Linked DNA regions of Sus scrofa: region 1 is linked to region 2. A link is a contact called in public HiChIP or PLAC-seq data. All regions are on one chromosome and are shown on one strand. The core of a region is the stretch at or near the end of the contact, and the rest is flanking DNA. Distances in the headings are between cores, read along the strand shown.

Evidence for each region. HiChIP or PLAC-seq counts read pairs in DNA pulled down with a chosen protein or histone mark.
Region 1: an H3K27ac HiChIP or PLAC-seq map of alveolar macrophages shows a contact between it and region 2. The contact joins two enhancer-like sites. A contact is called at or near these places in 1 of 5 promoter capture datasets (liver) and 2 of 2 datasets of contacts at active chromatin or transcription factors (alveolar macrophages and skeletal muscle).

Annotation. Positions count from the first base shown.
Region 1 is chr7:86,171,170-86,176,201 of Sscrofa11.1, forward strand. No RefSeq gene overlaps it. Among named protein-coding and RNA genes, the nearest start is that of FAM174B, 8.3 kb to the right of the region's middle. Within about 2 kb of position 2,687, at least 73 of the 83 cell types and tissues checked have an H3K27ac peak or open chromatin away from gene starts, as enhancers often do. A contact at or near this core is called in alveolar macrophages, where this site is marked.
Region 2 is chr7:86,067,713-86,072,996 of Sscrofa11.1, forward strand. It overlaps CHD2 (chromodomain-helicase-DNA-binding protein 2), which reads right to left. Exons shown (of 38, transcript XM_021099370.1): 6 at 4,576-4,716; 7 at 2,612-2,745; 8 at 384-609. It also overlaps the pseudogene LOC110261692. Among named protein-coding and RNA genes, the nearest start is that of CHD2, 38 kb to the right of the region's middle. Within about 2 kb of position 1,834, at least 2 of the 83 cell types and tissues checked have an H3K27ac peak or open chromatin away from gene starts, as enhancers often do. A contact at or near this core is called in alveolar macrophages, where this site is marked.

The DNA of each region.
Region 1 (5,032 bases), core at 1,437-3,936, 100 kb after region 2:
GTACCTCATGCATGACTACACATAGATATCTATATCTAACATGGGAAATCTCCAAGTAGTCCGGGAGCCCAGGGAAGACCAAACCAGATGCAGATGGGTGGGTAGGAAAGAGGAGGTTCAGAGGAGAATTCCAGAAGGATGGATTAACTGAGTTGTCTTGCTAGTGGAGCCAAGCAAGCAGAAAATGTGGAGGAAGGTGGTCCAAGATGAGACAACAGCACATGCTGAGGCACGGAGGCTACAAGCAGCCAGAGCCTTTTGTTAAAGGAGCTAAGACAGGTAGGCATTTGAGACTCAGGAGAACAGTGGAGGTAAGAGGTCCTCCCAGCCAGGCATCTCCAGGAGGACTGAAGACTGAACTCAAAAGAACATCAAAGCCAGCTGTCCGTTTGTCAGATCTTGGACGTGTTCTCATGGCTGGTGCAGCATGCAAATTCACTCAGCATCTGCTAGGAATTAGCTGTCATTTCAAAGAAACAAGGAAGTAGGTATTTGAATCAGAATAGAAAATTCAATCCTCAACATTTGGTAATACACTTCTCCTGGCTTCCAACTATTTGGATTACTCTTCATCTGTGGAAAGCATGGGCCAGTAAGGTGAAAATTTGAACACAACCTGACCCTCTGATTGGAAGAACTGGCCTGTTTTGTCTCTGGATCCCGTGTCGGGCAAATACAAGTCTAAATAAATAAATCAAATAGATTGTAAACTTAATAAAAAAAACTATAAAACTTATTGAAGGAAATAAAGGAGAAAATCATTGTGGAAAAAGAAAGAAAGAAATCTCCTCGCATCCCATTTCTGTTTCTTCCAACATTTACACTAGAAATTTCTGATTGTAAATTCTTTCCCTGCCCCTTCGAGACTTATGCAAACCTTTTTAAAAGCTAACTAAGCCTCTTGCCAGTTTTACAATACAAGAATGTCTTTCTTAAAGACCTGGGAGCCATCTCTTTGAAATGTAATCACCAAGGAAGATAACATCCCTATTTTCTTTCTGTGGAAAGATTACTCTCCCTGGGGAAAGTAGGAGTCTAACTTCAGTAGGTTGCCAAGTTGCAAACCTACCTCCACTCGTAAAAATATAAGTTCACTTTTCCTTTGGATAAGCTAACTCGCTGACACAGATAGAAGGTACCAATTACCAAGGTGAATTTAGGATGAACTATATGTGACAAATGGTGCTGTCAAGTCCTCCCAGTTATTGTTTATCTGGAGATAAACAGAGAACAGGTAGTAGTAGCAGGGTGTATCTGCTAAGCTATGTAAACAAGAAATTCCTCCTATCTTTGCAGTCTCTCAGTGGATTGCCTGTGATGCATAGCATATTTTGGTTTAAAGCTTATTCAATATAAAATGTTTTTTCTTTCTCTTCTACTTCCGTGGAAAAAGTTTCAGCATAGGCGATTTTGTTTTTAAATTATATTTCCTCAACACCTGCCACCAATACTGCCTGGGTTTGGGTCTTTAAGCTCAGGGTATGGTTAGCATCTAAATGCCCTGACTGAAACAAATGTGAAAAGTTTATTCACGACAAAGAATGCAAGTCAAGAGAAAGAGACTTGCACACTCCTCCCTGAAAGTACTGCAGTTAGAAGACATCATGGACTCTCTGCACTATTTACAGACAGCAGTATAGTACAATGGCAGGCTAGCACAAGCTCTCAGGCTGTCCGGGTTTGAATCATTCCAGTGTTTACTAGCTGTGGTGCTTCAGGCACTTAACCTCCTGGTGCCTTAGTTTCTGGTACATGGGAGAAAAAAATGGGGGTACCTACTTCATAGTACAGTGCTTTCCACAGTTTAAAGCCTCGGTAGTTAATGAGACTTACTTAACATTCTTTGGAGGTTTATTATGGGCAGAAACACTTCTGGGATACAAAGATGGTTAAAACATACTTCTCCCCCAAAAATTTACAATCTTATAATAATTATAATGGTACCATTAATTTGAACATAAAGCAACTATTCAAGATAAAGAGAAAAACGAACAGGTTTTTAAACAATTTTTTAATTGAAATATAGCTGACTTACAATGTTAACTTCTGCTATACTGAGAAGTGACTCAGTTATACATACACATATGTTCTTTTTAAAAGACATTATTTTCCATTATGGTTTAATTACAGAATATTAAATATAGTTCCCTATGCTATGAGGTAAGACCTTATTGTTTATCCATTCTACATATAATAGTTTGCAGCCCAACAGGTATTTTTAAAGGGGAGGGGACACAGTCAAGAGCTAGTACCCCAGTTGAGCTCCACATAATTATACGGTCTCTAAGGTTAAGCGGCATGGTCCAGTTTACACTTAAAAAGAGACGTCTTTCTGAGCTAGTTAAACAGGAAAAACCAGAATTCTTACCAAAAGAAAAGAATGTATCACCAACTTTGAAGCCACAAGCCCTGCTATGGAAAAAGGCCAGGGCTTACACACCCCGAGGCGATCCCTGATTTTCTCCCCATTTAGACAACCTAAGAGGATTTTTGTAACATTATAATAGTAAATAAATATTGACATAGAACACTCTTAAAGCCGGCCCTAAGACCCTTGCTTTCCGCTAAGCTCAAGGGTATTTAGCTGGCTTTGTTTCTGGCACATTAAGACAGGACTCGGCGCCATCTTGGAAACAATAGGGCTTCAGTCGCCCAGGGGTGGGAGCTGGTATCCAGGCAACGGGAGGCCCGCGCCGCGCCCCACCGCGCAGCCGCGCTCCGACGCGCCCTGCCGCCCGCCGCGTGGGCGGGGCTGGGGGGGGCGATGGAAAATTACCCCGGTTCTTCTTAAAGGCACCCGCGCATTTCCGGCCCCAAACTTCGGCGCCAGTTGCCCTTTGAGTGAAAATGTAAAGCAGCTTCTCCATTTTATCTTCTTAGAGGAAATCAAATTCAGTTCGCAATTTCCAGGGCAGGACTAGTCTATACTTAGGCAACTGATGTCGGAATGAATAGGCTTCCTCATGACCAAGTTAAGGGAAAAAAAAAAAAAGAAAGAAAGAAACCGAAAAATAAATACGACTCTGTTGCAGGAAGAGCTACTGAACATACAGGAAAGGCAGAAAAGAACTTCATGAGTAAAGTCACACTGACTATGCAACAGGTTTAAGAATGATGGGGCTCCGAAGCAAACATTTTTTGACAGAATGACGACTTATAACATACTGGAAATTTCCAAAAAACAAAGTTTGTAAGAAGCAACAGGATGGGTTTAGCATGCATCAGAAAAATTTTCCTCTCTTTGTAGATCAGTTTTTACAGTTTTTTGAGATTTTTTTTCCAGCTTCTTAGTCGTTGGGCTTTCCTCCATGTAGCTTTTATGATTTACTAGTTAAGCGGTGGTTTATTGCTGCTTCACTTTTCCGAAGGAACAGATAACATAATTCTCCTAGTTTTTGTAGCATAAACATCCAAGATATATTCTCCGTGACTCTGAAATGATTCTCCCTACCAAGCAATATTCACTAGAAGCCATCCAGAAAACAAGTGGATGACAAAGAAATTTTGGTTTTTCCTGAGTAAAGCTTTTGACGTACTAAATCTCTTTAGTTCGTAAAAGATCGTCCTTCGGTCTGTTCCTCCTCTGAAGATTTGCTCGGTGGTAGTAGTCTTTTCCGTGGTTAAACTGGTATGAGGCATATCTCCTGTACTCATGCTCCGACTGCAGACATTACAGGGGGAGCCAGGATGGATTCTGACAAGTGTAGACATGATGTTCCAGTCTTACTATGGCCCTGGCAAATTGATTTTCCGCTCCCGGCTGAGCTGTTTCCCTCATGCTTCTCGGCTGTATTAAACCACCTTCACCCCAATCCCCTTTTAACACGTCTCTTTTTATCCCTAATGTGAATTCTCTCGCATTCCATGCGCCACTTCTTAGTAATTTTTGACGGATCTTCTTGTTTTCCAGAACGCATAGTTGTGATATTTGAGCACTAAGCAAATGTTTTGCATGAGTTTAGACACCCAGGACAGCGTTGGTTTTTCAAGTTTGGGTGTTAAGGAAGGGATGCACTTGTGACATCATCTTACTTTTCAGAACCGCAGGGAAAACTAATTACATGTAACAAAAAGATACGTCGTGTAGAGTTGTCAACCACTTTGAAGCTTCAGGGGAATGTGATTTAATGTAAAGGGAGCTGTGGTTATGAAACAAAAATATGTGCCGCTTGAATTTTTTTTTTTTCCTACAGGACGTGAACCTGTGCCAAAAAACTGAAATCAGGAAATGCCCCATTTCAGATAGGATGATTTTTCTAATTTTTAAAATAGTTTTGTCGTGGAAAGCCTCGTCTATAATAATACTTAATGGCTGCTGAGCTGGCCAGTGTAGGTGCCAGAGCTGAATAGTGGGGCTTCCTCTTTCCTCTGCAGGGAAGTGGTATTTTACAGCCCAAACAGCTCTGTGGGGTTTGTAATGGCCCACAGTGTCCCTATCTCTGTTAGAATTTACTGCAGAACAGAGACTTCAGATGTAGAGTCACCTGGATTTTCCCTCTCAGATCTAATTCTACTGTTAAGTGGCTTAGAGACTAAATTCGTAGAAATTAGAATCTAACTTTAGGTAAATATAATCACGGAGTTTCAGAAGAAAGCAAAGTGTTTAAACATGTAGAAAATTTTAGCAAGCACAGTTGGTAGATTGTGCTTGCTTATTTATTTAATAAAGGTAAAATGGTACAGTTCATAACATTTTCTAAGAATTAGCCGGTTTGAATGCAGGAAGACAGGGTTTGGGAGTTCAGCCTTTCAGGTAGGGCTGTGGGATAAAATACTGGAGGCCACTCAGTCAACCGTGAATTTCTGATAAACAATGAATCTTTTTTTTTTTTTTTTTTTAGTGTAAGTAATATTTGGGACAAAATTACACTAAAATCTTGTCTGTTGTTTATCTGCTGGGCACCTTGTATTTTTGTTAAATCTAGCAGTCTTTAGGAGTTCCCGTCGTAGCCCAGTGATTAACGTATCCGACGAGGAAACACGAGGTTTCGGGTTCGATCCCCGGCCTTGCTCAGTGGGTTAAGGATCTGAT
Region 2 (5,284 bases), core at 584-3,083:
CTCCAATCCTGGCTTTGGAACTCCAATCCTGGGCCCACTCACAGAGTTGCTCTCTACCTGAATCTCCCCATCTACAACATCTTGTTCAACAGTACAAATCTCATAGGGTTATTGCGAGGATTAGAGAGATGATGTCTGAAAAATGCTCCATATGCTTGTTATTAATATTAAACTCTACAAATTTGATGGCTATACACAAAAATATATAGTCTCTTAAGGTCACAATTTCATAAAACGTTAACTATGGATGGCTCTATGTTCATTCAGATGATTTAGGCAAAATTTGATATCCTAGACAGCCTTGTTTCTCTATGCACCATTTAAAAACCTTCCCTTCCCTCAGGAGGCAAATATATTTCTTTGGTCCAGGACAGATAACGTACCACTGCTTGATTTCGTCCTCTTTCTTCTTGAAGTTCTCTAGTTTTTTTAGACCCTTCACTTTCTGTTGCTGTAAGGACTCTTCACTCTCCCACGTGCTGTGGATATATGACCAGCCTTTCCACTTGATGAGGTACTGAACTTCACCTTCATCCTTTTCAGAGTCAAAGTCGCCACTAGGGTCTCCATTAGCTTCAATTGCATATACAGTAGTAGAAGCTCCAGTGGCTGCAAAAGGATTCAATGAAATTTTAGAAAGTATATTAAACCAGGCACTGTAAAGCCTTCCAGGTACATAATCATCTATAGGATCTCTTTCTGGATGAAGCACTAAAATCCTTTAACTTGAAATAAGCAGATATTCACAAACAATTCAAGGATGAACATGAGCAACAAACTTCAACTATTTTCAAAATGCAAACCCAATTTTTACAATAAAAAACATTCCAGACAGGTGGGGGGTAGGAATGGATTGGGGGTTTGGGATTGGCGTATGCACCTATTGCATACGGAATGATTCTTCCAACAGGGTCCTGCTGTACAGCACAGGGAACTCTACCCAATGTTCTATGATAATTTACATGTGAAAAGAATCTGAAAAAGAATGACTATGTACTGAATCACTTCATTGTACCCCAAACATTACTGCAACATTATAAACCAACCGTTTTTCAATAAAATTTTAAAATATGAAATAAACAGGAGTTCCCACTGTGGTGCAATGGTTTAAGAATCTAACTGCAGTGGCTCAGGTCACTAGTGGAGGTGCGGGTTGGATCCCCAGCCAGGCACAGTGGGTTCAAGGCCAGCAGTTGCTGCTCAGGTTGAAGATGCAGCTCAGATTCAATCCCTGGCCTAGGAACTTTCACATGCTGCGGGCACAGCCTTGAAGAAAAAAAAATGAAATAAATAAAAAACATTCCAAAATTTACTGGTGAAATTCAAGAAATCTTTGTGTCTTAGCACGATAAAAATCAAACAGCAACGTTCTTTTGTTTTGGTCCGTACTAACTCTCTCTAGGAATACTAAGAACAAAGTAAAAAAATTTTAAATCTCCCCAATCACCCATCCACTCGAAGTTCTCTATCAACCCTGTTAATCTGAAGCGAGGCTGGATGAAAAAAGACAATGAAAATGGAATTAGGTATTATTTTGATATTTCCTATATGGAAAGGTAACTTTCAAAAACTGAGTTATGAAATATCTCAATTTGGATATAAAAAATTCTTCACTATTGCCCAAATAAGTATTTTAACCAGTCTGATACTTAACCTAAAGGTAGATTCACTTAATCTTAATAAGGAGGAATCTCTGCTACATCACTGCTTTTAAAGATATTAACATACTTTTAACTACCTTAATTTAAAAATCTCAAAGACATAACAGAACACTGCCCTACAGTCTCAGCTCTGAGACATCAAAATTGAGTCAGAAAAACTTCCGCATTTCACAACAAATATGAGCATGGACTGAAATTCATCCTTTAGGAGCTGAATACATAAAATCTGGGCCTTTCTTACTGAGCAGATATAAAAAGTAACTTGCTGGCTTTCAATGGTAGTGTCTGGGGAAGGGGCAACAGGTGACATATCTGGCCACAAAGGTGGCAAGAAGCCCCTGAAGCAACCCAAGAAGCAGGCCAAGGAGATGGGACAAGGAAGATAAGGCATTCAAGCAGAAACAGAAAGAGGAACAAAAGTAATTCAAGAAGCTAAAAGCAGAGGCTATGGTGAAGGGCCCCTGATCACAGGCAGGATTAAGAAATCTGATAAAAAGTAAGCTATTTTAGGAGTTCTCATTGGCACAGTAGAAGTGAATCCAACTAGTATCCATGAAGATGGGGGTTCGATCCCTGGCCTTGCTCAGTGAGTTAAGGATCCAGCATTGTCGTGAGCTGTGGTGTAGGTCACAGACGCAGCTCAGATCTGGCGTGGCTGCGGCTGTGGCACAGGCTGGCAGCTGTTATCTCCGATTCAACCCCTAGCCGTGGAATTTCCATATGCTGTGGGAGCAGCCCTTAAAAGGAAAAAAAAAAAAGTAAGTTGTTTCCTGTGTCTGAGGCAATGATGATCTTAACTCCACTCCTGTTTAAACATCTGGATTCCCTGCCACAACATCTGTTGCCACCTACAGCTCCTATGAAGGACTTAGAGCCTGTCGTGATTTAAGAATCAACTTTTATTTAAAAAAAAAAAAAAAAAAAGTAATTTGCTCCCCAAAGACACATACCTCCTTTCTTTCCCAGCCTTGAATCTAAGACCTTTTCAATAGTTTCACTATTATCCTGTTGTTCATCAACTCCTTCTCCGGTCATTTCAATGAGGTCATCTGAGTCAGTCTCAAAGTCATCGTCTTCTTTGTAACTGCGTGAGGAATAATGCCGAATAAATGAAAAACTATTTTTTCAAACGCCATATGTGATAATATCCTTAGAATAAGGAACCATATTCCCTTTTAGCTCCAATATGCTGGTTTACAGATCAGCCACAGATAAAGTGGGCACAAAGTTCATCTTTTTCCTAAAGAATTAATACCTGCTCATAGACAGCTGCAGGAAGGCTACCTCATATTTCAAAATAAAAACAGAAGATGGTGATTTTTTGTAAGTAAGACATAAAAAACCACAAAGACACTCCTATGTTTTCATTCCTTAATGAGATCATTACTATGTATAATAAGGAAACAATTTCAAAGAAAGAAAATGCATGATAAATGGAAGAAACTGTTACTATTTCATTAGATTAAAACCCTGCATTTTGTCTCTTAATAGTAAGAATATGAAATTTAAGTAATCTCAACTTTCACTGAGAACATTATGAGCATAATTTTTGGTTACAAGATATTAAAACATAACCTTCCACCATGTATAAACAACAAATGGTATGGAAGTTACTCAAGAAAAAAACACAATTCTGCACAACCTAGAATAGATTTACAAGGAGATCCTGCTGAACAGCATTGAGAACTATGTCTAGATACTCATGTTGCAACAGAAGAAAGGGTGGGGGAAAAAACTGTAACTGCAATGTATACATGTAAGGATAACCTGACCCCCTTGCTGTACAGTGGGAAAATAAAAAAAATAAAAAAAAAAAGAAAAAAAGAAAAAAACACAATTCTGGATTCAGTGCAGGTGTAGGATTTTCCTCCTAAGCTACACACTAACATACATAAAACCCAGCCATAGCTTTCAAATTATTAACTGAATGCACTGGACAGATTATTAATAACTCCAACACTCAGTTTCACCATCTCTAAGTAGACCAAAAGAAACCTGCATATCCTCCTCTAAAAGGAAATTAAATGTTTTGATTCATATAAAGTTAAATATTTGTTTGCATATATCTACTCCTTTATTTCATTTTCTATTAATGTTTCATATCCTATCAGAAAGCTTGATAAAATTACTATATCCAAATGACAATACATAAGCTGAAACTTAGAACAATGTGTCTGAGCACATTCAGAGAAACGCAGAATTAAAAACACAATCCAAATGTCTTTCCTAAAAAAGAATGTTATGGAGGTCCATCGTGGCGGAGCAGAAACAAATCCGACAAGGATCCATGAGGTTGCAGGTTCAATCCCTGGCCTCACTCAGTGGGTTAAGGATCCAGCATTGCCATGAGCTATGGTGTAGGCTGCAGACATGGCTCAGATCCCAAGTGGCTATGGCTGTGGTGTAGGCCGGCAGCTGTAGCTCCGACAAGACCCCTAGCCCAGGAACTTCCATATGCTGGGAGTGTGGCCCTTAAAAAAAAAAAAGAATGTTATAAAATAGTGAAAACAGGGAGTTCCCGTGTGTCACAGCAGGTTAAGGATCAAGCTTTGTCACCGCAACAGCTGAGGTTGCTGCTGTGGCTCAGTTCAATCCCTGACCTGGGAACTTCCACATGACCCCAGTGTGGCCAAAAAAAAAAAAAAAAAACCACAGTGACAATACCACCACCACCACCTGAACAAAACATGAACTTGAAGTAGTTGAAGGTTTGAAATAAGGTATCACTATTCCTATTGGCCAACGCCATTCTTTTTGCAAGAACTGTAGCCAGATTTCTGAATACGACCTCAAGACATGGGTCGTTATTTCTGCCTATCAGATGCCTAATCCTGGACTTCTTAGAACAAAGTTCCAGCCAACTTCACTATCATCATCCCTCATACAAATGAAAACCTTCTGTGGCTTCACCTACCTAACATTTTTAGCCGCTCTGCGGCGAGTCTGCCTTTTGGGAGCTTCATCATCTTCATCATCATCATCAGAAGAATCTTGTTTTTTCCTCTTTCCACGTTGAGTCTTAGGTTGCTTTTTCACACGAGGTTTGGGCACTGTTCTAAAATGAGAAAAGGAAAAAAATGCCAAAGTCCTTACTTTATCATTTCGTGTCTACTTCAAATGTATGTAATTGTCTTTCCCAGAGAAGGGTTCATATATGGGATCAACAAGGAGAATGTTAGACGTGTGTATTCCTAGGTCCCATTCCCTAATATTCTAATTCACTAGAAATATGCATTTTCAACATGAAAGTGATTCTATTGCTGATACCCTTCATTCATTCATAGGAGATATAGTCAGCCCTCTGTATCTGCAGGTTCCACATCCACAGATTTAACCAATCATGGATCAAAAATATATTTGTAAGAAAAAAAATTCCACAAAGTTTCAAAATGTAAAATTGGAATTTGCTATATATTAGCAACTATGACACTGTATTAGGTATTATAAGTAATTAACAAGTGATTTAAAGTAAAGGAGGATATAAGTAGGTTATATGCAAATACTACAGCACTTTATATAAAGGGACTTGAACATCTGGTATCCCCGGGGATCCTAGGACTAATCCCCAGAGGCTACAAAGAGACGACTATACTGAGGGTTCTGAGGCAACAGCTCTCAACTGG